2 separate regions of the Zea mays genome follow, and region 1 is linked to region 2. The links are chromatin contacts, called in public Hi-C maps. All regions are on one chromosome and are shown on one strand. The core of a region is the stretch at or near the end of the contact, and the rest is flanking DNA. Distances in the headings are between cores, read along the strand shown. Region 1 holds the start of LOC100277720. Region 2 holds the start of LOC100273976.

Region 1 (4,008 bases), core at 108-2,607, 160 kb after region 2:
GTTAGCGCGGTCGTCTCTGTGCAACTCTCTGACCTCATGTGGTATTCGGTGATACGTATCTATTAGCAGAAACTATGGTATTGTGTACTGTAACCCAATTCGAGTGCCCTAGAAACAGAAGGGGTATCTAAACTCGAGCAAACCCTTATTTTGCCCAGACTCTCGTTATGTGGTTATTACTGTGCAGGGGTGACAAAATTCTGCCAACAGAATCGGTGTATGGCTTTGCATCTGCGTAATATGAATTCTGGAATGCTCTGGATCGTATCTGGGACTGCAGAGTATACATCTTGCTCGGTAATCGAATGGAGAGAAACCATTCTTTTAAGGGCGTTGGATAAGTACATTCTATATCTTTTCTGGTATCTGGTTGCTGTTGAACTTGATGCGAGGCTTGCCCATGCTGAAATTGAGGACTCTGGACCTCATGTTGTACTTGATCACCCCGTCGTACAGCAGTTTGCGGATGTAGTGCTCAAGGTCTGACCCGATCAACCGAAGTGTGTACTCCGACAGCTCAGCCCCCTGTTTCAAAGCAGAAACGAGCTCAGCTATCCTCTTACCGATCACTTCTTTTGCCAAGACCGTATGTTTTATTTTTTTGGCAGGAGTGGCTCTAAAGTAGATGAAAAGGGGGGAAATGACCGTACGAATTTCAGACAACAAGAGATTCAATTCAAATTTTTTTTATCTACTATCGGAGCTGTTGGAGTGGGAGCAACTACAGAGGTTACCTCGTAGTGATCGACGAGGTCCTGGAACTCGTTGAAGACCATCTGGCAGGCCTCGTCGGTCCAGGCGAACTCGTCCTGGGGGTCGAGCATGAGCGTCAGCTTGTCCATCTGCGTCTGGTCGAACGCGTTGGTCACCGGGTCGATGTACGCAGCGTAGATGCGGACGTGCCGCGTGGTGCTGCTCAGCCACTGCCCGCCGTACTCGCGGCTCATGTTCTTGCTCTCCGCCAAAGGCTGCCGCGGCAGGGACTGCGCGTCCCCCTTCCTCGCCTGCTTCTCCGCGTCCTGTGGCGGCGGCACGCTCGCCACCTCGGCCTCCTCCTCCTTCACCTGCTGCTCTTGCTGCGCTCGCGCCGGAGGGACCCTGACGCTGATACGTCCCGCCGTTTTGGGGCTAGCGAACCGACGCCCCTGCAGCGGCAGCTTGGCCGGGGGTAGAAACGCCGTGGTCGCCATGTTTGTGGTGGCCTCTCGCCTGCTTCTTCGCCTGTGCTTTGGCTAGTGCTGGATTTTTGTCGTTCCGCGCGTGCAGCAGCTTAGCCACAAGCGGAGAGCGTGGCTTGTGTCGCGTACTTTTTTGTGTGTGTGGATAAGGGCCGTTTCTGCCACTGACTTCGGTTTCGGTTTGCACTTTTGCACAGCGCACCATTGGGCCAAGCAGGCTTCCAGACTCATTGGGCTCTGAACGCTGGTGCGGCGGTTGCCTTGCGATTTCGGGGTACGCGGTTTGTCGTCAGTCTCGCACAGAGTACTGAAGAGCACCAGCTTTCATCGCCATTGCACAAGCATTACGCACAACACTACGTAAATTCAGCTTGGAAGACGCCTAACCCGGCAATCTCCGAACCTGTACATACACATTACACTACGTACGGACACTTGCAACATATGTACAATAGCGTGCAGAACTGCCTGTTATTACAGTATTGTTACAGCTCACAAATCTAATCACACGAATCAAATAATCGTGCTAAGCAACCAATGAGCAAGCACCACGAACTAGCCATGCAAGTTCGTTTCCACCGGCAGCAGCAGCGTATTTGGAAGAAGGCCGGTGCTGCCTGCATCTGCGAGGGGTATCACGGGGAGCTTCTCGCAGTCGCAGACCTCGACCACATTGCCGTCTGGGTCGCGGAAGAAGAGCTGCTCCACCACCGTCTCGCCGTCTCACACCCGCGCCGCCACGAACTCCAGCTCCATGTCACCCAGCCTCGTCTTCATGAGCCCCATGTCCGTGCACTGCACGCCATTGCCAAACGAGCACACCCGATCAGCGGGTGCTTACTGGTTACTGCTACTACTAAGTACTCGTACTAACTAAGCAGGTCAACTCTGCGCGAGAGCAAGGATCCTCTCTGCTTGGATTGGACTAAATTTGGCTGCCTATCCAGTTTCTTAATTCTGCGAGAGCGCTCTGGTGGTCACCTGAAAGGAAATGTGGTTGCCCTTGGGGTTGATCGCCGGCGGTCTTGCAGCTGCCGGAGCGTTGGGCGACGAATCCGAGCCGCGCTGCAGTAGATATATCCCCATGCCGTACCTGTGCATCCTGGAAAGCACGCAACGAGTTGACCTCACCTTGGCGAAAATAATAATAATAATAATAATAATAATAATAATAATAATAATAATAATAATAATAATAATAATAATAATAATAATAATAATAATAATAATAATAATAATAATAATAATAATAATAATAAATCGATGGACAAGAAACAGGCACTAGCTAGGCAGTGGTATATATGTAGTGCGAAATGGCTGCTCACCATGCTCCTCCGAAGTCGAGGGACGCCGGGCGTTTGACGAGCTCGAAGCCAAGCACGCGCTGGTAGAAGCCGACCGATGCTTCCACGGACTCGCACTGGAACGAGACGTGGTTCAGGCGGACGAGGGGGAGGGCGGGAGCAGGGCCATGCGCGTCATAGCTGCGCGCATCCTTCTCGTGGAAATCCATAGAGGTTTTGCGGCGGAGAGTCAACGCAGCCGTGTTTTGTCGGAAAACAAGGTTTGATCGGTGAAACAACGACACTTCTCGTCCAGGCCAAGAGGCAGAAAGGTCATGTATATATAGCTAGGGTCCCGTGGCCACCAGCCCACCATGACGGGAAACAAACAAGCTAGTCTGGCAAGAAATGGTGGCTCTGAGCAAATTCAGGAATGACTTTGACGTCCACGAACACGTAGGATTGATACCAATCCCTTTACTCGTTCACCGACCTGCATATTGCTGACTTCTTGCTTCGTCATTCGTTTGCCTGATCCACAGATCTGAATTTGTCAATGCCTTGCTGCTTCCAAAAAAGCTCTTATTTGCTGGGAAGCAGTATTTGTTTTTTTTTTAATCAGAAGAAGGCACTGCGCAGTACTCCTACGTCAATAGCCTCTAGAAATAGGTGGTGTTTGGTTTGTAAACACGCCAACGCAAATGGAGTGCATCCCGACGCTAACGGTTGCATCGTAACGGAAAGCAAGGTTTATTTGTTTGATTGCATCGTAACGGGTGTATTCGACCCCGCTGGGGAGTGGGCTTATATCGTGGTTGTGCATATCCATATCTGATTATGTCGCTAACGATTCCGTCTGAGTCGAACCAAACATGCAGGAACAGGATCTCTGCTCACGCTATGAAGCTATCACGGAAGAAAATCGCCGAACCAAACAGCACCTAATGGCAACCTGTTCTATTACATATTGATGTTCCCTGCACTCGATTTAAGGATTGGCATGCCGACTGGACTAATTTTCGTCTCAGCTATGGTACGCGTTTCTGCCACCAAGTAAGAATCGGACTCTATTTTTATTTATCTTTAACTAAAAATAATCTAGAGTTTTAATAAATTATGAAGAAATATTTGAATAGCGATCCATCATCACCCCTACTTCTATTCTCACATAATTCCTTTTCATAACGGTGCTAAGATAAAAAAAAAATCTTACTACTACTAATGAGTCTTCACGTAAATTCTCATATGCGCCTTAGGAAAAATGTAAATCATCATAAATTCACGTAATAATCAGGAATTTCTAATTATCTAGTTTGATAGATCCTAACCGTCCTCACCAATAATACCCCTTACACATTATTAACTGGGGTCCGTAAATTATTATTATAAAAACTAACACAACAGTTAGAAATATCTATCTTTTAATTTAATAGATTGTAATCATTATCCATAGTGATATTTATTTGATTTTTTTCCTAAAATATTACACCTACCCTTCACTTGGACAGGACAATTAGAAATATTTATTTGATTTCTCTAGTATAAAT
Region 2 (4,047 bases), core at 1,502-4,001:
GTCCTCTGCTGCGTCTTCGCCCTCTGGTGGAGCGAAGCCTGGGGGTGGTACTTGTGGTAGTCCTCCGGAGCTGCAGGTGCGTAAGGTGCCTTCGGGAGTGGGGTGTTCGTGGCGCTGTCTCTTGCTGAGAGCTTCGTCTTCGGAGGCTTCTTGGGGGGTGTTGTCTGCGAGGGCCTTGCCTTTTTTTTCTCAGCCAGCAGCGCTGCCTTCGCTGCTTCGTCGATGGATGGGGCTGCCTTCGAACTAGCTCGCTTGGGTGCCATCGCGGGTGATTTGTTCGTAGCACGAACGGTGGGCGCCAAATGTTGGTACTCGCTCCTCTGAGCAAGTAGATCCAACGGGAGAGTGGAGAGAGCGTTTGTAAAGTTCAACGGGGAATGGCAATAGCTCTGTTAATCTGCCCCCTCAAGGGTACTGTACGTGGGTATTTATAGGTACCCGAGTGCCTACCGTCCTCAGGCAAGGACGTTTATGCCCTCGGGAACCCAGAGTATCTTCAGAATATTCCCCCAAGGGGAGGTTATAGACCGTCATTACAGAAAAGACTATTACAGATGATGCCCATAACACGCTTATCCCTGCGGGACCCGTTACAGTGGGCCGAATCCCACTTGAGCTTCCGGACACGATGAGGACGTGAGGCTAAGACATCGTCGGAGTCTTGCCTTCGTCTTGCAATGGAGAAGAGCGAAGGGCTGCCGCGGAGTCCAGTCCCGAAGTCCTCATCAGACCGGCGTCCTTGGCATCATTGGTGAAGCGAGGCGACGAAGGCATCGAGCGAAGGGTAGTGTCTTCTCTTTCGCCCCAACATTGTGATCTTGGTCTTGTGTGACGTACTTGAGCTGAGACACTCCCTTATAAAGTTATGAAAATGTGGTTAGGTATCCATCACTAATTTATCGAGAACCAAATTTAATGTTGCATGTGAAATGTATCGGAGGCGCCATCTTGGAATCATCATCATCTTCACCACTATCATCGACATCGCTAGCACCCCCACCCCACCATCAGCAGAAGATGTCGCTGAACTGCTATCGGCAGACTCTTGATATAGTGGCATTTTATCACCACTTTCGGTCTTATCATCGCTTGCCACCATTTTTTGTCCTATTTTCTCACTTTTGGTAACACGAACTGCACCTTTCGCTTACCCATGTGAGTGTCTCCCACGTTCTTCGGAGTCCATTCAATATTTTTTTCTCTTGAAGTGCCTTGAGCCACGATGCTTGATGGTAATGAGGTGTCACTCTCGGTGTCCTCGTCCAACACCGGATCCGCATTTGAGTGACTCATTTTCATCCAACAGTGAATCAGATTGTTTGTGTCATACAAGGAAAGTTCCATCAACTGCTGAAAAGGATCCTCGTCCCCTTACCCACTTGATTAATTGACTCCGAAGTTGTCTAATTGGTTAAAAAGGATGTTTGAAACTCCTATAGATAATAGTTAGCTAGATATTAATTTATTAGTTGAGTTAGTTAACGAACTAATTGCTATTTATAAGTTAGCTAATAATTAACCGGATATTAGCTAGGATGTTTGGAATCTCTATAGTTAATTTAGTAGCTAACTAAACTTTAAAGGGTTGCAAACATAGCTTTATTATATTGCTATGTCTTTGCCACACGTTAAACTTTACCCCCTCCTAAACTTCCGTCCTGAATCCACCCCGTCGTAAAACCAAACACACTCTAGAAGTGAGAAGTGTAGAACTGTAGATATCTCAACGACACATAACACAAGTACACAACTCGTCCGTCGGCCCCGGCCGCACCGCTGCCCACCCTCCTCGAGTCCTGCTCCTGCAGCCTGTTAGCACGGACAAACCACTTGTTAGAGCATCTCCAACAACAAACCCTAAAATAGAGTCCTAAAATTTGAAAAAGGACCATATTTAGAATGTTTAGGGTCTCAAAAGAAATGTTTACTCCAATAGTCATGCCTTAAATAATGCTATTTAGGAAATAAATCATAATATTAGGAAATAAATGGTTGGAGATTAAGTGGAAATGAGGATAGGGCTCCACTATATGGGTACTATATTTAGGACCCGAGAGACCGGGCCCTATAACCATTTGATGAAATTTTATAAAATAGGGCCGCTGTTGGAAGGATGTTTTATGGTTTTGAGCCCTATATTTAGGGCCTGTTTGTTTACCCCCAGATTATATAATCTGGATTAAATAATCCTAAAAGGCAAACAAACAGTCTAGCTTATTTGCCCAGATTATATAATCTAACCCCTTGGATTATAATAATCCATAAGCAAGTGAGGAGGTGCTTATTTCAGATTATTTTTTTCCCACTTCCCCACTACCCTTTCAAGTTTTCTAGAAATTACCTACCATTGCCATTATAATCTACCGAATCGTTTTTGCGCCTATCGGATCGGAGAAGCCCGCCGCCCAACAGAAACACGCCAGATAATCTGGATAAACAAACAGGACTACTCAGATTATATAATCCAAATTATATAATTCAGATTATATAATCCTCCAAAAATAATCCAGATTATATAATACATTGGGGTAAACAAACAGGCCCTTAAAATAGGACCATGTTTAGAGCCTCTCTTGGAGATGCTCTTAGAATGCGCTGCTTTTTGTCCCGGGCCGATGGGGCGACCGAGCGAGCGAGAACGCGGTTTCATCACAGGGGTCTGGTGGCTGGGTGGCTGGGTGTGAAAGGGCCGTGCGGGAAGCTAACCACCGCGAAAGCGCCTCTGGGGGAGTCAGACGAACGAAGCAATCCAACCGAACGAACCGACCTAGGTCGTCGTCGGCTCGTCCCCTCCGCAGGACCGGTTCGCCGTCTCGTCCCGATCTCGCCGCCTGCCCGCCGCGCCCTATTACCGCCATGGAGGCGCTGTGGAAGCAGGCCTCCAGGCTCAAGGACCAGGTCTCTCGGCAGGTCAGTCGCGCGCTTATCCGCCTCTCGCAAATCGCGATCCATCTAAGCACCCGTAAGCGTAAGCGTGGACAGGGATTGCCGTGGGCTCTGAATCTCTGATGAGCTGTGTCGCCTGGACCTGGAGGGGGAGTTTATGCTAGCACGCTTGATGTTTTTTCCCGGTTTCTGATTTCTGATGCCAAATTGCCTGCGTAGGATCTAGCTATAGCCGCTTCATATTTTTTTTCAAGTTATTTAACTTATGTTGGTCCTGAGAAGCGGGCGCCGAGTTGCAGTTTCGAGAGACACGAGGCTGTGATCGAATTGGCTGGCTGACTTATATTTCTCTTTGTTGGAAGTGTCGTTCATGATTTCCTTCATTCCTTGTCGAAATAAAAAGGACCTTGAACTTTACCTGCCAATCCATGTGCATCGTTGTCGAAATAAAAAGCAGCCTCAACTTGATCAGCTGCACTTTTCTGTTCAGCTGTTCCTTTGCATTTGCCGTTAACAAACTCGAAATGGTAGATCGAATCAGGGAGTTGCATTGTCTTGGGAACGCCCAAGTTAAACCTAATAGGACGTTACAAAAGCATATACAGGCCGGTTAAAAAATCCAACATGAACAGTAATTGGGAACAATCAGATGTCCATCATGTTATATTTGGGCATGTAGATTTAGGCTTTAGTATGATATAAGATCAGCTGGGTAAGCTGATTTTGGGATTCTCAGCTGGATATCTGAATGTGACACTGAACTGCAATGCCTTTTTTTTTGCATTTTGCAGAATTTGCTGTACATTCGCGTGTCTGCCTTGAATTACATATATAACGCTTAAAATAGAGATTCATGCCTTGAAGCTGTTTGCTTATTTTTTCCATGTTACTATGGTTCACCATACTCTTAGTGATCACCTATTTATGCCACATGTAACATTTGCTTCATTCTTTATCTTACTGATTTGGTTGCACCAAATTAGCATATGAATTTACCCATTTAAGTATATCCAAGAGTCTTACCTTTTTTTAACTCGTTACAAGTAATATAACTTTATATTTAACGACACCACTGCAGGGTGTGTTCAAGCAGTTTGGCTACGGGAATTCTGATAATGCGTTTACAGATGAGTCAGAGGTTAAACTGCATCAGAGATTGGA

What was found. Hi-C and Micro-C count contacts between places; a contact is called where the count stands out from the background.
Region 1: a Hi-C map of tassel shows a contact between it and region 2, with 2.3 times the contacts expected there. The contact joins the promoter of LOC100277720 here to the promoter of LOC100273976 in region 2. A contact is called at or near these places in 2 of 25 Hi-C or Micro-C datasets (ear and tassel).

Annotation. Positions count from the first base shown.
Region 1 is chr2:23,631,155-23,635,162 of Zm-B73-REFERENCE-NAM-5.0, forward strand. It overlaps LOC100277720, which reads right to left and starts at 1,358. Exons shown (of 2, transcript NM_001151216.2): 1 at 735-1,358; 2 at 172-525. The coding sequence starts at 1,190. The coding sequence ends at 349. LOC103646142 reads right to left here and starts at 2,773. Exons shown (of 3, transcript XM_020548212.1): 1 at 2,504-2,773; 2 at 2,160-2,280; 3 at 1,523-1,973. The coding sequence starts at 2,691. The coding sequence ends at 1,902. It overlaps LOC100502247, which reads left to right. Exons shown (of 6, transcript NM_001196724.1): 6 at 1-30.
Region 2 is chr2:23,470,510-23,474,556 of Zm-B73-REFERENCE-NAM-5.0, forward strand. LOC100273976 reads left to right here and starts at 2,752. Exons shown (of 10, transcript NM_001148362.1): 1 at 2,752-2,910; 2 at 3,965-4,047. The coding sequence starts at 2,857.